2 separate regions of the Hordeum vulgare genome follow, and region 2 is linked to region 1. Evidence: chromatin contacts called from public Hi-C data. All regions are on one chromosome and are shown on one strand. The core of a region is the stretch at or near the end of the contact, and the rest is flanking DNA. Distances in the headings are between cores, read along the strand shown. Region 1 holds the start of LOC123403436 (probable polygalacturonase). Region 2 holds the start of LOC123402907 (GPI ethanolamine phosphate transferase 2).

Region 1 (3,966 bases), core at 1,004-3,503:
AATCTGCACAACACATAAACATATGTCAGCTGAAGATACCTACATATGGTTTCTGATCAGCAAGGTCTGTTATTAAGATAAGAATCGAGCCTAGATGATATGCAACATTAGCTGATAGTTAATGCTACAAATATGCAAATGCTTGAAGTAACACCTGAACATTGCAAAAAGAAATTTAGGTTATACTGGAAGTCATTAAAAATAGTTGCAGGAAGAATACCTGGATCTATGCCATCTGTGTTTGGAGCACCAGAAATAGGAGATAAGATTGTAACATTCGAAACAGTAACATTTGTACAATCATATGGGTGGAAGTGCCAGAAAGGTGAATTCCGCAACGTTATATTTGTAACAACAATGTCCTTGGACCACATCAGTTGCACAAGTGGAGGTCTTGTGTTCTTCAGCATTCTTCTACGATGCTTCAACCACCAAACTTCGCCCTGGCCATTTATGCTACCATTGTATCCTATTTAGCAGAGTGAAAAGAAGTGAAGTCATGATGGTTAAAGAGCTATCATCCAATGAATAATGAACATAGCATATCATCATTATTCAGTTCGTAATTTAGTATACAATTGAGAAACAAATGCATATTCAAACCACCAAAATGCAGGTGCTGCTGTTTCAGTGAACTCACCTATTCAGTATTTACTCATTTAAAGATCACTGGAGAATATGCTATTCAAGCTATGGATATAATGTTCTACTTTTAACAAATAAGCGGGACATCAAAGCATGCATACCGAAATCAAGTACATTCAGATTAGGGATTAAACAGGTCAAGCAGTTGCTTTGTGTTATTCAAACAGTCAGACATGCTGGTATACTGTTACCATCACTAGATTGCTTAATATGCACATTATGCATTTCTCTCATGCATGTTGCTTCATAGCTAATCAACAAATCCATGATAGGGTGTTGTAGATTACACAGCTTGACAAGTTGATATTGACAGCTTACTTAGATAAAAGGCAAACCTGTAATGACAACATCTTTCAAATTCTGTCCATGAATTAGACTCCCGAAACGAGGCCCTTTGCGCTCCCTCCCATATCCATAAGATGGCAGTGCTGGCATTAGCGGCCAATTCTTCTCGTCCTGTCCAGAAAAATATCAGAACCCCAGCTAGATACACCTGCTAATCTGAAACTGCGCATGATAGAATCAGAGATTCAGAGAGCTAAGAGTGACAGTTCAAACCACATTCCACCCAACTCTGAACACATTCTAGATGTTTCCTTTGAGATAGACAGCAATGTTTCGCCCGGCTAAAAAAGGATAGTGCGGAAGTTGGAATTAAACAGACAATGTGGTAATTATATTGTGCAATTATTACCCATCAATTTTCCAAAATGGTAACAATCTGAACATCGGTATCGCTTCAACCTTCGGCCCTAGCGACACATCACACAACAAAAATCCTTCTATTTTTACCATTGGTTGATTTGTTTACCCATCAAACCAACTAGTCAAAGGGATGGATATAATTCAACTACATGTTAGCCATGATCCACGACACAATTCAATAGCACTTGAAAAATTAACCCCATTGCTCCGGTTGCAAGTAACGCTCACTCACCGTAATGCCGAGGATCTCGGCGCCCTCGGCGAGGAACAGCGTCATGTGGCTGGTGAGGTTGAACGGGCCCGTGAGCCAGCGGCCGGGCGGCACATTGAGCTGCGCCCCGCCGCGGTCGGCGAACGCCGTTATGGTCTCCACGGCGCGCTCGAAGGCCCGGGTGTTGACCGTCCGCCCGTCCCCGACGCCCCCGAAGTCCGTCAGGTTGTACGCCATCGGGCGCAGCCGCGGGGCCGGGCGCGACGGCGGCAGCGCCGGGCGGGGCCCGCCCCCGGCCCCGGCGACGAACATGGAGGCGCTCTGCCACAGGAAGACGAGCGTGAACCCGGCGACCCACACGGCGGCGAGCAGGGTCTTGTTGGCCGCGAGGAAGGCGGCCGCGCTCCGCCGCGGGCCGTGGAGGTGGAGCCTCCACCTCCCGCCCGACGTCTCCACCATCGCGCCGCGGTCTGCCGAGGCGGGCGGGCCCTTCTTCTCCTCCCCCCGATCTCCCGATCTAGGGCACGGCGCGCGGCGCGGCGTGGGTTGGGTCAGTGGGTGCGGCGGGGCGCGGCGAGCTGGGGTTCCGGGGAGGCGGGCGGGGGCGAGGGGGGAGGGGGAGCGGGCTTGGGGAATTCCGCCATTGGAGCGGTTGGTGCTGAGATGGGTTTATAGGAGGGAAGAGGCCGTTTGAGTGAGGCGGAAGCGAGGAGCAAGCAGGCGTGGCATTCGCGGGTGCCCTGTCACGGGCGCCGTCGAAGGGAAGAAGACGGTGAGAATCGTTGGGACTCGTGGCTTAGTATTAGCCGTCGGATTTAGATCGGACGGTGAGGGATTTATTTCGGTTGATATACCCTATTAATGCATGGCTTGTTTGGGTTAAAGGTAAGAAAATCCCAAACGTGCCACATGTGTGGTATGAAGGAACATGGTTCCAACGTTTTTATTATCATTCATTTTGCCACATCAAACTGATGATATCAAGGGAATCTTTTGGGGGTTTAGAAATTAAAAATATTTATCTCTTAAGTAAAAAAAATTGAATAAAAATCCATTTTTATCATTAGTTCATTCTCGACGTGATTTTCAATACTAGAACTCATATTGACATGTTTTGATGACTTTTACAGGCCAAAAGTTGACATGATATTTCCACTGAAGTTGCCATCGCATTTACACTAAAGTTGCCACAATATGTTTCATCTATGTTATTTATAGATTTAAATCTACCATTATATTTCAACTAATTTTCATGGAATTTTTTTATTAATTGACCATGGCAATTTCTAGTAATTAACCACGGCAAATTTAATTCATGGTTGATGACCATTTTTAGTAATTCATCGTCGTAAATTTAGTTTATAGATCATGATAATTTTAGTTTATAGACGATGGCAATTTTTAGTATTTTGAATATGGCAATTCTAGTATTTTGACCATGAAAAATATTTTTTATATGAACCATGGAAAATTTTAGTGCATGTATCATGGCAAATTTAAGTAATTCATCATGACAATTTTAATTTATGGTTCATGGCAAATTTGAATCATTGATCATGCATTTTGAATTATGAACCATGTCAAAATCATTTCATGACTCATGGCAAATTCTAGTAATTCATCATGGCAAACTTAGTCTTTTGGTTTGCTCTTTTTTTAAACATGTCAAAATTTACTTTAAAGATAGAAACATATCATGACAACTACCCTGTAAACAACATGACAATTTATGTGCAATAGACATGACAACTTTTAACCCAAAAAAATGTCTCCAAAATATATCGATATGAGATCTTGTTTCGAACATCTCGTCACCATGGATTTACTGGTGAAAAAAGTTTTTCAATCGGCAATTCATTTCAAAAATAAAACATTTTAAAAGTTGAAACCCTCCAAAAAAAATATTGACATCATCATTTTCGTTAGTTATGCATGCATTCAGTGACATGATGAAATTTGTAACCATGGGAGTGTCCATCCCGGACGTCCTCGTGCCACACGTGTGACAGATATCGGCATCCAGTAAATTTAGAGAGAGATAATAGTTTGTGTTTAGGGGATAGTTAGGTATAAATTCATGTGCTTATACACTAAAAAGGCTATTTGTTTGTTCGTTGGTGTGAGAATTTATAAATGTATATAAGACGAGGAGTGGAGATATGAGACACATGACATCTGAATAGGACCGATGTTGGGAGGAATTGGAATATATAATATTTTGACACTTGATCATAACTTATGTTATCATTTAACTAATTATTTGAAAATTACCTAACATGTCACATGTCTAACTTCTCCTTTTTTGGGGGTGGGAGGGGGAGGGTTGTATATTAATTAACCTCGATCATTGCTATCCAGTTTACACAGGTTTACAACCCTGTCAGTTCCTAACCGTAACCAAACGA
Region 2 (3,949 bases), core at 187-2,686, 170 kb before region 1:
ACATCGGAACATTCTGGAACATTCTGGAACTAACAATAAATAGTACTCCTTCCTTCCCATATTGTTAGGCGTATAAGTTTTCCTAGGAAATCCCAAAATATTAGGCGCTGAACCTCTGAGCCCGCGCTATTCTCTCGTACGGTTAGCGATTCAAAGGAGATTGTGCATGCCTTTGTGCTATTCTCTCGTATGGTTAGCGATTTCAAGGAGATCACGCGTTCCTTTTTTTTTCTGAAGTCATGGGTGCCTCTAATCCTACGACGCCTCAAGTAACAAACGACTCGTGCGCTAATTTCGGACTAATAATTAAGGAGTTGACAGACGGACATCGGAACATTCTGGAACTAACGGCAAAGCATCATTGGGCCCAAGGGAGGCGCCAATGTCCCCCCCCCCCTACATTTGTACAACCGTGTAAAACTAGTAGTGATATTTAGAGTATTAAAGTGACTGAAGACAATCATCCTAAATTAGGCAGGAGCATGTGCTGGGCCTGGTGGACAGGAAGTGGCAGCGCATATAAGAGAGGGAGCAGGAGACATGGAAGGGCATCGACCAGAAAATGAATCAGGCACCTTCCTCCAGTTCATCTCGTTCCCCACCTCATGCTTTGCTGACCCCATCGTAAATTCTGATTCTTGTATTACCCAGCCCCAATTTACATTGTACTTTGTGTGCATCGTTGTGTTGTCAACCCAATCATATACTTTGCTGATCCCATCCTAAACTCCGATTATTCTATTACCTAACCCCCAATGACTATTGTACTGTGTGTGTATCGTCGTGTTCCCAATCCAATCAATGGTTGGGAGATGACACCTTGAAAAAAATCAGGATATGTCGGACGAACATCAGAGCATAGCAATGCTTCATTGGGGCCAAGGGGGCCCAGCCAAGGCCCCCCTCCCCACCCCCTACATTTTTACAGTCGTGTAAAAGCAGTCATGATACTGAAACGGAAGACAGTATCATCCTAAATTACTAAATTCGTTCATCCTTTGATGCCGGCCCCTCCTTATTGTTGGTGCAAGCTCCGCCACTGGACCGAAACAATGCTAGGCGGATCTACTAAACTGTAGAGCGAACAATTGAAACGGAAGCAGTGCCGTACCCTGTACAGCGATCTGAGCTGATCCGGAGGAAGCGCCGGCCCCTCCCCGCCGTCGACGGGGCCGCACGACGGCGCCCGGTAGCTCTCCGCGCCACTGCGGGCCACCACACGCACACACCAGACGCGCATCAGCCGAAGTAAACAAACACAACCTGCTGGCTCAGAGAAAAGCAGGGCCAGAGGCGGAGGCGCGGACCTGAAGCCCGGGAGCGTGGGCTTGACGGGGAAGAAGCCGTAGAGGAAGAGGGAGAGTCCGGCGACCTGCAGCACCACCGCTGCCACGGCCCATCCCGCCACGGCGGCGCCCATGGCTTCCCTCCCTCGGTCGGCGGTGGCGATCGCCGCTGCTGGCTCTGTATTAGTTTTTTCCGCTCCTCCGGAATGGGTATCGGAGCGACACGGACTGCCGAGGAGGAGGAAGACGCGGCCAGGCCCGCTTGACATCCGAGTTACGGGCCGAGTTGACGACCGGTACCCCAAAGCCCAAGAGGAATAAGCCCATTTTAGCCCGCGTAATCTTGACAGACCGGGCCGAAAGCTGCACCCGCGGCCCATGGGAAGAAGCGCGGCGTTTCGGGGGAACCGGATGGATGGATAAAGCGCTCCCCTCCCCATCCCATTTGCTTCTCCATTGCTCTGCTCATCGAGGCTAGGGTTTATCCTCGGATTATTCTCCGAGCAAAAGTCCTCGGGCAATGGCGTCGGTGCAGCTCTGCGGTGCGGCGGGGTTCGCCGGGAAGGGGGCGGCCGCCGTCGAGCCCCGGCGCGTCCCCGCGCCGGCGGCCCGGCGGGGGGCGCTCCGCGGGCTCGTTGCCAGGGCCGCCACCGTCGTCGCCCCCAAGGTGCGTGCCCCCCCCCCCCCCGTGCAATGCGCCACGGTTTCGCTGCTTGTTTTCCGCGAGGGGTGGTGATGGTGGTGGTGGTGGTTCTCGTGCGCTCTGTTACATGTGCATAGCAGCTGATAAGGTGGGTGGCTGCAGAAGAGGGGACAAATCGAGTCATGAGGTTGCCGGAGGAATCAGTGGCGTGTACCTTGTTTTTCTCTAGAGGTTACCTCATCTTGATTGGGGAATTTGAAGGTCTCGATGCTGTGGTGTGTGGATGAGGTTTCTGTGCGTTTGATTTCAGTTTTGGTACAATTAAGGTCAGAGAGCTGTTATGAGCAATCAATTGTGTCGTCAAATGAACTATGAGATTGGAATTGCCAATGTCAATATGTCAAAAAATACCCCAGAGAGCAGTTATGTTCTCTTTGTTGCTTGTAGCGTTTTACTTGAGGCTGTAGCTCTAATTCTCATGCGGTGAGTATGCTTGTGGATCTGAAACTGTATCCTGTTATTCCGGTGGTTGCAGTACACGACGGTCAAGCCCTTGGCCGACAGGGTGCTTCTCAAGACCAAGACTGCCGAGCAGAAGACGACCGGTGGGATTTTGCTCCCTTCAACTGCGCAGTCTAAACCTCAGAGTGGCGAGGTGGTTGCTGTTGGAGAGGGAAGAACCATTGGGGATAGCAAAGTAGAAGTTGGCATTAAGGTATGGCCTGTGCAGTCACTTTGTTTCAGTCTTATGAGTAGAATTTTTGTTATAACGAATCCAGCCTGAAGCATGCTAAAATGCTGATATATGATGAAGCTTGCAACGCGCTTGTGTTACCTGTTTTTGGATTCTAGGATTTTACGCATGCTGTGCCAGTTTTGTTGTATCTGGTTCGGTCCTTTTATATATTTTGCCGTGATAATTAGTTTTCAGTAACTCAGTATGCTCAAATATTATGAGTAGGGTTTTAGTTATAACAAATCCAGTCAGAAGCATGCTAAAGTGCTAATATGATGAAGCTTGCCTTACATTTTTTGCATTCTAGAGTTTTATGCGTGTTATATGCCATGTTCTGTGTTTGGTTTCATCCTTTTACTACATGTCTTCTGCCGTGATAGTTGTGAATACAACAAGTTTGTACCAGTGGTTGGTGAGTAAAGGCAGATGTAACATGTATCATCTATTATGTAGGTTGGGGCTCAGGTTGTATATTCGAAGTATGCTGGAATGGAGGTGGAGTTGAATGATTCCAACCATCTGATCCTAAAAGAGGACGATATAATAGGTATTCTGGAGACAGAGGATGTGAAAGACATGGAGCCTCTTAGCGACCGTGTTCTTATCGAGGTAGATATTTTCACATACATTTATTGTGTACATCTGGTTACATCAACATATGTGTCTTGGATTGTGCACTGGTGTCAGTTTAGTGGCTGATTCTATATTAGGTTACCACCCTCGAGTCTTGTTATAATAATCATCATGCTTTTCGACCTGTATAACAGGTAGCTGTAGCTGAAGATAAAACTGCCGGGGGCCTGCTGCTTACTAACAGTGTCCAGGAGAAGCCGTCTGTTGGAACGGTTAGTCATTTACTAGTTCTGTTGGACAATTTTGTTACCTATGTTTCTGAGCTGCATGGGTCATGTTGCAACTGTACCTTGGCATCTATCTGGTCCGAATCAATCTTACTTTTGAGTTAATGCCATGCTTGTTTGTGGGAGACAGGTGGTCGCTGTCGGCCCGGGCCATCTGGATGAGGAAGGCAAGAGGATCCCGTTGCCGGTATCCACAGGCAGTTCCGTCCTGTACTCCAAGTATGCTGGTGCCGAGTTTAAGGGTGTCGATGGCACAAACTACATCGTGTTGAGGGTACCTGACCTGATGGCTATCCTCTCTTGAGCTGGATTGTAGCGCAAGGCGCGGTTTTCCTGATCATAAATTTTCCAAAGGCAACTTAAACTAGATGAAGAGAAATGAGAATCCCCATCAATGTTTGTGCCTCTGCACCAAGCTGGTTTT

Evidence for each region. A called contact is a pair of places that touch in the nucleus more often than the background predicts.
Region 2: a Hi-C map of seedling shows a contact between it and region 1, with 2.8 times the contacts expected there. The contact joins the promoter of LOC123402907 here to the promoter of LOC123403436 in region 1. A contact is called at or near these places in 1 of 6 Hi-C or Micro-C datasets (seedling) and 1 of 1 datasets of contacts at active chromatin or transcription factors (embryo).

Annotation. Positions count from the first base shown.
Region 1 is chr6H:528,652,155-528,656,120 of MorexV3_pseudomolecules_assembly, reverse strand. LOC123403436 (probable polygalacturonase) reads right to left here and starts at 2,253. Exons shown (of 5, transcript XM_045097372.1): 1 at 1,583-2,253; 2 at 981-1,101; 3 at 221-469; 4 at 1-3. The coding sequence starts at 2,020.
Region 2 is chr6H:528,824,427-528,828,375 of MorexV3_pseudomolecules_assembly, reverse strand. It overlaps LOC123402907 (GPI ethanolamine phosphate transferase 2), which reads right to left and starts at 1,436. Exons shown (of 17, transcript XM_045096874.1): 1 at 1,308-1,436; 2 at 1,112-1,205. The coding sequence starts at 1,420. It overlaps LOC123402890 (20 kDa chaperonin, chloroplastic-like), which reads left to right and starts at 1,747. Exons shown (of 5, transcript XM_045096857.1): 1 at 1,747-1,953; 2 at 2,465-2,644; 3 at 3,119-3,274; 4 at 3,433-3,510; 5 at 3,656-3,949. The coding sequence starts at 1,807. The coding sequence ends at 3,829.